Linked DNA regions of Mus musculus: region 2 is linked to region 1. Evidence: chromatin contacts called from public promoter capture Hi-C data. All regions are on one chromosome and are shown on one strand. Each heading gives the region's core, a stretch centred on a gene start, on an enhancer-like site or on the middle of the called end of the contact. The rest is flanking DNA. Distances are from core to core; before and after follow the strand shown.

Region 1 (5,391 bases), core at 156-2,655:
AGAGAAACCCTGTCTTAAACAAACAAAAACAAAATAAAAAGGAAAGTAAAGGGAGAATTAGTGAGGGTCTTGGAAAACAACGGGCTGGTTTGCATTCTTCATGAAAAGCCCTCCAAGTCGACACAGGAACTAGGTTTTTTTCTTCAGTCTTCGTTTGAAAGATAGAAAAGCATAGTAATTAAAAATTAACATATTATCAGAAGAAACTGCAGGGCCCTCAGTGTTGGCAGATACCCAGAGCCATCCTGGGCCTGGGCAGTCTGCCAGTTTTCAGCTTCTTCTGGGTTGGGATTAGATTCCATTTCCATTTAAGATTTAAGGTGGACTTTTTACTAATTCCACCTCACACTGGTACAAACTGACAATTTTAATATTTTCAGACAGAAATATTAAACATAAATTTGAAAAGTTGCAGCTGACAACATAGTAACAGGTCCTTCCTCTGGTTGGACTTGAGGCCGACATCACTGAACAGGTTGTGGCCTCGCAGTGTGGAAGAAACTGGTGTGGAATTCTACTCATTGTTAAATCCAAACTGAGAGCCTCTGGGATGGTGGGCGTGGATGGCAGGCTCTGGAGATTCTGTATATTGGTCAGCTGAGCAAGAGGAAAGATAATGTTCTGGGTTCCTTCCTGGCTTTCATTAAGATAATTTTGGTCAAACACAGGAGGGAAACTTGCACAAGAAGTCAGCAAGCTTATGCTGAGTTAGAGGTGCTTGTGGGACACCCTAGTATTCTTAATACCTAGTCCTTCCATCTACCAGCAAAGGACATGCACATTCTAAGGTCTAACAGACTTCCAATGGACGACACACACACACACACACACACACACACACACACACACACACACACACACACACACACACACACACAGACACTGTCTCCTTACTCCTCCCTCTCTTACCAGGCATTTTGTCTTTGCTTTCTCTAATACAGGTATGCTCTCTCTCTCTCTCTCTCTCTCTCTCTCTCTCTCCCTCCCTCCCTCCCTCCCTCCCTCCCTCCCTCCCTCCCTCCCTCCCTCCTCCCCTCCCTCTTTCGCCACCCATTTCTTTTTTATTCATTGGTTGGTTTGGTTTTTTGAGATAGTCTCATGTAACCCAAGCTAGCCTCAAACTGTGTAGCTAAGGATGATTTGACCTTCTGTCCTTCCAGCTTCTACCACCCAAGTGCTGAGATTATAGCTATGCACCCCCATGCTGAGTTTATTCCGTGCTAGGGTATGAACCCGGGACTTCTCATATATCATGTGAGTGCTCTACAAACTGCTGCATTTCCAGCCCCCACCCCCTCACACACACTTTCCCACAATTTTATTGTAGCCCTTTTCTCTTGTCTGTTCCTGAGCAGCTGCCTCTGGGCTGCTGCTCTCAGGCGTCTGTGCTGGGACTTGCCCAGCAGAGGAAGGTCCTATAGAGGTGCTGAGTCGCTCTTATCCAGCTTAGACCTACCGTGCTTGCCCAGAGATATGTTCCTGGTTTTAATAGCAAGCTATTCAAACATTGCAGCTTGCTTAATCTAGTGAAACATATTCAGAGTCAGAGCTGGGGCCCCACTTGTCTTCTCAGGGAGCCTCTGTCCTCACCTCAAGCCCAATTTAGTTATTTTCTTTCCAATCAGAGGGATTTTTTTTTCTTTCTGAAATTCAAGCCTGATGGTGTTGCCATCCTAAAAAGAACCTTGCAGTGGCAAGTTCCCTCTGGTTTGTGATAACATCATTCCCACACTAGCCATCCTTCAGTCTTTATGCTCACTGTATGGCAGCCACTAGTCACATGTGGCTCTTAACAACTTGGAATGTGGTTAATATGACATGGAAGATGACTTTTATTTCATTTTAATTAATTAGCATTTAAAACAGCTGCATACGGCTGGTACGTGCAGAAAAGAAAGTTTTTGTTTTGTTTTTGTTTTTGCTTTGTTATGATTTTTATTTGTGAATGTGCTTGCTGTGTTCAGTGTGAGGTAGAAGTCACTTAGCGACTGGGATAACAGCTCCTCGCCCTCAGGGGTCCCCTCTGTAGCCTGGCCAATGCAGAAGACCCAACCAGTCATTTGGTCCGTTTATCTTTCTCCATGAGTTCTCCTTGGACAGCATCTTTTTCCCTCATTGCCTTATATTATAGTGAGAGCCCAGAGGCAGCAAATCAAAGAACTGTTATTCTCTAACTCCTTTGCCTTTCTGAATGTTTGGGTTCTTTAAGAAAAATCTGGGTTGGGGAGGTGGCTTGGCATGTAATAACTCTTGCTGTGCACCCATGAGGACCTATGTTAGGACCCCAGCAGTCTTGTCAGAGATCCACATGTGGTTGTGTCTGTACCTGTAACTCCAGCATTGTTGGGGGCTTGTGTGCGTACAGGAAGGTCACTAAGCTTGCTGGCTACCAGCTGAAGGAGAGCCCGTCTCAAAGGAATAAGGCAGAGAATAATAGAGCAGACAACCAGACATCTTCCTCTGGCTTACACACACACACACACACACACACACACACACACACACACACACGCACATGTATCTTACCCACTCTCCCTGCACAAAATAAAAGTATATTAAGAAAAAGCAAGAGAGATCGTCCAAACAAGACACTCTGCCAACCCATCTCCCCATTGACACATTGACACTGTTTTCCTTTGGTGACAGGAAAAAAGAAGTTTGATTTGGCCACAGGACTGCTTATGGTGTCATGGATGAGACCTATAGCCATTTTTGCCCTATAGAGCTTGGAGTCTCAGTATTTGAAATGACTGTGTGGGCCACACACTGATGAATGTGTTCATGTTGCCATAGAGGGACCCACGGTGATCGCAGCTACTACCTTCCCAGGTCTACACCACTGCTCTGTGTGTGCCCCTCTCCTGTCCCATTTCCAGACAGGCTTTCTGTTGAAGTCACAGGTTATTCGGGATATTTGGTCTGGGTTGTTTGTTTGTTTGTTTTATTTTGGTTTGGATTCTTAAAGTTTATTTTACATGTAGGAGTGTTTTGCTTGCTTATATTAAACCACCTGCATGCCTGGTCCCTACAGAGGCCAGAAGATGGTGTCAGGTTCTCTGGAACTGGAGTTATAGATGGTTGTGACATCATATAGATGCTAGGAACTGAACCTGGGTCCTCTGCAAAAGCAGCAGGCGCTCTTAGCTGCTGAGTCACCACCAGTCCCTGGGTACTTGTTTTTTAATAATTAAAAACACACACACACACGTGCCAGGATGTTGCCAGCCCCTCTGACAGGGGCCAGATTTCTCCTGCTGTATTAAAACACTAACATTTCACTGAACCCAAGGGCCTTCCAGAGCCAGAGAATGGCCTTCTGGTTTCTTGTTGGGACCACCTGGTTTTCCCTGCTGATCTCTGAGGGTGTTAGTACTGTGAATACAGCTGCTGCCATGTCTTCCCTGAGTGCTTCATACCATTTGACCTAACATGCTTTTTCCTTCCCCAAAATTCAAAGGAACTGAATTGTTTGCTGTACTCTTAAGTTCTGGTCTCTCTCCGCCTTCCCCAGGCTCCAAGTTCCTACAACTCTGTGGCCCCCTGTGTGCTGTGTTTCTTCAGGTCTCTGATGTGAGCCTTCTGCTGGTGACTCCACATGCAGTCCCCAACCTCATCAGTTTCCTGAGTTCCCCTCAGAAGCACTGGGGTTGCTTCCCCTGTACCTCAGCTCCCTACATGGATCTGAGCTTACCTTCCCTCTCACACCTGCTCCACCCCAGCTCAGTGAAGAGCAGCACTGGCTGACTCCCTTCTGCTCAGCTCCAGTCACCACATCACTGTTGTGATCTTTACTGAGTAATATTTTTTTGTTTGTTTGATTGTTTTTGGGGTTTTTTTGTTTTTGTTTTTTGTTTGTTTGTTTGTTTGTTTGTTTTTTTGAGATTCTGTGTAGCCCTGGCTGTCCTGGAACTCACTCTGTAGACCAGGCTGTCCTGGAACTCACTCTGTAGACCAGGCTGTCCTGGAACTCAGAAATCCTCCTCCTCTGCCTCCCAAGTGCTGGGATTAAAGGTGTGCGCCACCACCGCTTTTTTTTAAATTTTTTTTTAAAAGATTTATTTATCTGAGCTTACCTTTTTATTTATCTGAGCTTACCATTATATTTATATGAGTACACTGTAGCTGTTTTCAGACACACCAGATGGTTGTGAGCCATCATGTGGTTGCTGGGAATTGAACTCATGACCTGGAAGAGCATTCGGTGCTCTTATCCACTGAGCCATCTCTCCAGCCCATGAGTAATAATTTATATGTAATTAAATTCACTAGTTAAATCTACATACCCATAACTGCTTCATTTTACATTTGACTTTTTAAAAATTATTTATTGGAAGCTGGGAGGCCTTTAATCCCAACGCTCAGGAGGCAGAGGCAGGCAGGTCTCTTGTGAGTTTGAGGCCAGCCTGATCTACATAGTGAGTTGCAGGGCAACCAGACCTACATAGTAAGTCAGTGTCTGTCTGTCTGTCTGTCTGTCTGTCTGTCTCTCTCTCTCTCTCTTCCTCCCTCCCTCCCCTTCCCCGTTACTCCCTTTCTTTCTCTCATATATGTGTGTGTGTGTGTGTGTGTGTGTGTATATATATATGGTATTTTTAACATTCAGTTTAACAAACTGGTGAGTGTTGCTCTCTGCTTCTTTAGTGCCTAATCTCAACCCAAATTTGGAAATATTTTTTAAAAAGCTCCCGAACCCTACAGAGAGGTTGGCACAGTGAGGGAACTGTATGTATGGAGGTGCACAACTTTAACCCCAGCACTCAGGAGGCAGAAGCAGGTGGGTCCCTATGAGTTTGAAGCCGGTCTGGTCTACATATGGAGTTCTAAGACAGCCAAGATTATATAAGGAGACCTTGTCTCAAGCTCCCCCCAAACCAATAATTTGTACTATGTTTTTATGTATTTGGGAGAAGAAGGTATTGTCTGTTCCCTCCTCCAGTCAGGTGGGTCTCAGGGATCAAATTGTAGTATTAGGCTTAGCAGCAAGGACCTTCTCCTTCCGAGTCATCTCACCAGACTGCATTTGACTTGTGATTGAGCTTGCTATTGCTGCCTTGTTTCCTGAATATTGGCTCTCTTTTTCTCAGTTTGATCTACGGTTTAATCACAAAGATCAGGTACTCCGTGGGGTCTTTGTTCTAGTCTTATGCACTGGCCTTCATTCATTATGCATGGCTTTGTCTGGTAGGTTTTACCACAGTCCCTTCAAACTTAGACCAAACTGAAGAGCACCTGAGACTTGTGCAGCAAGTCTGGCAGGGACAACACAAGCTAGCATGTTGCATCCTGGAAAGGCCCTGTTAGATTCGGAGCACCTTGCCCGTTGATACTGGCTGAAGTGGGTTACCAGGAGTTAGAGCATGCTACTCCAGAGCTTCTCGTCCCTGAATTGTG
Region 2 (5,682 bases), core at 904-3,403, 190 kb after region 1:
CAGAGCTGGCATGGGCTCTGGTATAACCTCTGGGTATGTGCATGTTGGACCTGGGGCTGCAGTGAGGTAAGACAATGGCTGTTATGGACGAGCACAAGTCACCAGGCATCACCCACAATGATCCATTTTGCCTTGGCTTCAGGGCGCAATGAAAGGATAAATCTTACCCCTCAGTGGCCTCTTGACTGGGACTCTGACAGGGGACTGCTGGCTTGGGAGGAAGGTCAGCGTGGGGAGCTATAGGTGTACCAATCTTGGCCCCTCTGTTGCCCTATCCCTTTCTTAGCTCCCTCATTTTTGACCCTGGTCTCCCAGCCTCAGGTTCAACTTGTAGCCCCTATCGGTTCCACACTGGCTCCTTGCCAGGTTCCAGTGACCTCTGCCTGCTCACAGTGGATCACAGGGTCAGCCTGGTTCAGTAAGCTGTGACAGAGGTATATGTGAGCATGCATGTGGCTCTTGCAATTCAGACACCTTTCTTTTCCAGGGGTAGCTGGGTCTTCTTCTCAGAAGGGTTGGCTTGGTCCCCCAGGAAAGGCCATTGAGAACCATCCAACGTGGGCTCTCTGGTGAGCTGTAACCTGGGCAACAGTATACCATAGATAGATAGATAGGTAGGTAGGTAGATAGATAGATAGATAGATAGATAGATAGATAGATAGATTAGATAGATTAGATAGATAGATAGATAGATAGATAGATAGATAGATAGATAGATAGACAGATAGATAGAACACACACACACAACCCAAACAAACAAAACCCAACCCTAATCCCCAAGGAAATAAACCATTGAGACACAGAGGAAGAGAGCTGAAAATCAAATCTCTCAGGCCCACTATCTCCCTCTATATGCAACCATGCTCATTAAAAGACAGTTTCTTAGGGCCTGTGAAATGTCTCTGTGGGTAAAGGTACTTGCTGCCAAGCCTGGTGGCACTAGGTCACCAGAAGTCACATGGTGCAAATGGAGAATAACTTCTGCAAGGGTCCTCTGACCTCCAAATGTCTTCAGTGGCCTGTGTGTATCCATGTGTGCATGTACACACAAACACACGATAAATGATAAAAAGTTATATAGAATCACACTGAAAAAGTTATATAGAATGTCAGGGTAACCCAGCCTTTCCTGCACAGACTGGCTTTCCTCGCGGCCACCAAAAGTACATGAATGGGATTGAGAACATCTGAAAGGAGTGAGCTAAGGCTGTAGCTGTGATATATCAACTTTTATGCAGATGTTTCCAGAGAGGTGCACTGGAGGTGGAGACGTGAGGACCCATAGTTCAGGCCCTGTGTAGTTTGAGACCACACTGGGTTACACTGGACCCACACTGGTGAGACCTTGTCACAAAAATCCCCCCCCAGAGGACAAAACAACAATAACAACAGAAACCATAAATACCCTTTCCTAGTAAAAGAAAAGGCAAGGCTGGGCTGGAGAGATGGCTCAGCGGATAAGAGCACTGACTGCTCTTCCAGAGGTTCTGAGTTCAATTCCCAGAAACCACATAGTGGCTCACAACCATCTGGAATGGGATCCGATGCCTTCTTCTGGTGTGACAGTGTACTCACATACATTAAATAAATAAATGTTTTAAAAAAAGAAAAGAAAAAAGGCAAGGCTGAGAAGATCACACACACACACACACACACACACACACACACACACCATTTTAAAAGGGGAGGAAACTGCTGTTTTCTGCAGGAGCACTGGCCAACTTTGTACTATTACTTAAAGCATTCGCCAGGTTAGACTACAGCCATGGACGGTCCTTCTGCGCTGCACAACAACTTGATCAGTTAACCGTTCCGGCCTCTAGGCATCCAGCAGGGACTCTAAGGGCTAAGGGCGCATGCTCACTCCACATGTGTTCCTGGGAGCGTTTGTTTTAGGGTAAATGCCCGGATGTCGAGTTGCTGGGCATAGTTTTGGGCCTTTGCGCATTTTAGATTCTGCATTTTCAGCTGATGTCAGGGTAACCCTGCCTTTCCTGCACGGACTGGCTTTCCTCGCAGCCACCAAAAGTTCCCTGCCAGACTCTTAGCATACACTTCTGTGTGGAAGAACACTAAAGACCCACCTGTTCCTACCCACACAGTGTCACGCCTGAAATGTGAGAGGCAGAATGACAGGCAGCCCAGAGCACTTGGAGGAGCTGTCACGGTTGTCACCCTCTTCTGGAATCTCCTGGGACACGCCTGGTGAGAATAGAGCCTCTGGCTTCTCCCTTGCAAAGTCACGTGGCAGGGACAGGCAGGGACCTACAGAGCAAGGCAGTGCTCTGTGCCCCTGCAGCGAACCGGGAGCACATAAGATGCACAGGAAGGTTTGAATGAGAGGCCCTGGGGACAAGCCGGGCTTCCTGCTGTTAAGGTTGGCTGGCTGGTGATGGAGAGTCTTGAGCCTCCGTGGCCTCTGAGGCTGAGCTCTGCAAGTTTAGAGGAGAATAAGGGAAGGGGAGGGGACGGCACAATAGCACCAACCCAGGACCAGCTGGAGAAACCACACCACGTGGTCCCACTTGGCCTTAGTTTACGTTTTCATTTTATAATCATTAAATTTTCCATTTCAACTTTATTTAAAAAATATTAATACCTCTGGGTGGTGGTGGTGCACGCCTTTAATCCCAGCACTTGGGAGGCAGAGGCAGGCGGATTTCTGAGTTCGAGGCCAGCCTGGTCTACAGAGTGAGTTCCAGGACAGCCAGGGCTACACAGAGAAACGCTGTCTCAAAAAACCAAAATAAATAAATAAAAATAATAATACCAATCTTTTAGCTACTAACTTATTTTTATTAATTTAATGCTTAATTTTAATGTTTTATAGTTTGCTTTTGTTTTTGCTTAGTAAGACAGGATCTCTGAGTTGTTATGTAATGCAAAATAACCTGAATTGCTGATTCTCTGCCTCTGCTTCCTTAGCGAGGGATGCAGGCCTGAAGTGCACCATTCTTTACACAGTGCCCATAGAAACTAGGGCTAAGCACTCTACCCAAGGATCCACAGCCTGTTTACCTCACCTTCCATTACTTTATCACTTGTGTAATTTATTTGTGTGTACACTGGGTATGCACACATGCTCTAGAGTGGCACGTGGGTAGGAGGAGGTCAGAGGACAGTTTGACAACTTGCAGGAGTCAGTTAACTCTTTCCATTACATGGGTCCTGGAGACTAAACTCAGGTCATCAGATTTAAGACAAGCACCGTCTCCTGATGAGCCTTAGCCTCAGACTTCATTTTGAAAACTGGCTGACCTGCTCTGAACTCACACAAAGAGTGTGCCAGGGCGTCATGCCCATCCTTGATTAATCTCTAGTAGCTCGAGGTGTTTGTTTCTTTTGAGACAGGCTCTCATTATATAGGCCGGGTTGTCCTAGGAGCTCACTATGTAGACTCAGATCTGCCTGCCTCTGCCTCCTGAGTGTTGGACTCAACTGACTTTGCTTTTATAAAGGCAAAAGTCTGTTTGTGTGTGCGTGTGTGCATGCTCACAAGCATGTGCATGTGCTTGTGAGAAATTGAAAGCAAAGAGGCAGGATCTCTGTCTCTGTCTCTGTCTCTCTCTGTGTGTCTCTGTCTCTGTCTCTCTTTGCTAGGCTGGAAGACAGCAAGACCCAGCAATCCTCTTGTCTCTGAGCTAGGGTTACTGGGTTACTGGTTACTCTCTATCTCCATCGTGAACTCTAGACCCACCCATCTCCATCTCCCAAGTGTGGAGATTATGTGCTGCTCTACCTGGATTCTGGGAGATCTTAAACACCGTAGCAGCAACCACAACACATTCTGCTAACACTGAGAGTGGGGCTGGAAAAGGTGCTTGTCACCACGGCTGACAACCTGAATGCAGTCCCTGAACCCACATGGTTGGAGAAAACTGACTCCTGGGAGGTGGACTCTGCCCTCTGTGTACATGCCCTGGCTGGGAGGTGGCCTCTGCCCTCTGCGTACATGCCCTGGCTGGGAGGTGGCCTCTGCTCTCTGTGTACATGCCCTGGCTCAGGTGTTGTTCCCTTTCTCATATACAGACACTAGGTTGTTTTTAGTTTTCCAGACAGGGTCTTACTGCATAGCCCTGGCTGATCACTATGTAGAACATGCTGGCTTAGAATTCCTAGCACAGGCCCCATCCCACCTGGTTCAATAAGGAAAGGCACGGGACATGGAGGCTCACAGACATCTGGTTTTTTGTTTGTTTGTTTGTTTTGGTTTTGTTTTGTTTTTGTTTTTCGAGACAGGGTTTCTCTGTGTAGCCCTGGCTGTCCTGGAACTCACTCTGTAGACCAGGCTGACCTCGAACTCAGAAATCCGCCTGCCTTTGCTTCCCAAGTCCTGGGATTAAAGGCGTGCGTCACAGACAGAAAGGCACGGGACATGCTGGCTCACAGACATCTGTAACTTTAATCCTTCTTTTGGCCTCTTTGGGGTGCCAGGCATGCATGCAGTAAACTTACATATGTAAGGAATATTAAATATGAATCTTTTCTATCAACTACCGTAACACTTGTGTTTAGGACTGGAAATCCAATCTTTTTATCTCCCCCACCTTGTGTCTTTTCATGCAAATATTTTACCAATACCAGCAGCAAAACCCTTGTTTGCATAAGGGGCCACTGCTGCATTTCAAGAATCTGATGGCCCTGGTAGTGGCCCCTCCCCCCACCCCTTCCTTTCCTGTGCCTCAGGATTTTAGGATTAGCCAGCCAATAAAACTGTAGGGTCAGACCCCAGACAAAGGGGGAGACTCAGTCACCTCCTGAGTTAGAATAGAACGTGCTCTTCCTGTCTCCGTGTCTGCTTTTCTGAGCATCCTGGCTGTCCTGGAACTCTCTTAGGGCACAGAGCTCCATGTGCCTCTGCATCCAAGGGTTGGAACTAAAGGCGTGCGCTGCCACTCCCGGGTTTAAGCACATCCTCTTGATCAAGAGTAAACTTTGCCCTGTCTAGATACTTTGCTTGAAGTGGTGATCTCTCCGTGATCGTAACACATGTATTATTTCTAACACACACATGCAGGTGAAATACTCAGACACATGAAATAAAAAAATCTCTTAGGTTGGAAAGATGTGGGGAGCTGGAGAGACTCAGTGGTTAGGAATACCTGTTTGTTGTTCTTTTAAAGGACCCGAGTTCAAATCCCAGTGCCTGAGCTGGCCATCTTACAAGCACATGTAACTCCAGCTCTAGGGGACTCAATACCTTCTTCTAACCTTCATGAACACACACTCAAATTCAAGTTAAAAAAAAGAAGAAGAAAAAAAAAGAAGAAGAAGAAAGAAAGAAAGACTCCGGGTGTGCTGGCGCACGCCTTTAATCCCAGCACTCGGGAGGCAGAGGCAGGCTGATTTTTTAGTTTGAGGCCAGCCTGGTGTACAGAGTGAGTTCCAGGACAGCCAGGGCTACACAGAGAAACCCTGTCTCGAAAAACCAAAACCAAAACCAAAAAAGAAAAGAAAAGGAAGAAAGAGAAAGAAAGAGAGAGAGGAAGGAAAGAAGGAAGAGAAAAAAGGAGGAAAGAAAGAAATCCCCGCAGCGTATTCAGTGGGAGCCCAGAAGGGTGTCTCCCTCACTGCCAGGCTCTAGCCTACAGCCTAGAACCAACTGACTTTACTACCCCCATCCAGCATTTTCAAGCACAAGGATGCTTCTCTCTGGGTAGCCACTGCATGTATATGTATAGC

The links. Capture Hi-C pulls out chosen DNA fragments and counts their contacts.
Region 2: a promoter capture Hi-C map of pancreatic islet shows a contact between it and region 1. The contact joins two enhancer-like sites. A contact is called at or near these places in 1 of 484 Hi-C or Micro-C datasets (nephron progenitors) and 3 of 9 other capture datasets (adipose tissue, liver and pancreatic islet).

The regions. Positions count from the first base shown.
Region 1 is chr12:3,723,761-3,729,151 of GRCm38.p6, forward strand. The region is part of intron 10 of Dtnb (dystrobrevin, beta); the gene reads left to right. Among named protein-coding and RNA genes, the nearest start is that of Dnmt3a, 81 kb to the right of the region's middle. Within about 2 kb of position 1,406, at least 12 of the 459 cell types and tissues checked have an H3K27ac peak or open chromatin away from gene starts, as enhancers often do. A contact at or near this core is called in pancreatic islet, where this site is marked.
Region 2 is chr12:3,915,693-3,921,374 of GRCm38.p6, forward strand. No RefSeq gene overlaps it. Among named protein-coding and RNA genes, the nearest start is that of Gm31623, 24 kb to the left of the region's middle. Within about 2 kb of position 2,154, at least 24 of the 459 cell types and tissues checked have an H3K27ac peak or open chromatin away from gene starts, as enhancers often do. A contact at or near this core is called in pancreatic islet, where this site is marked.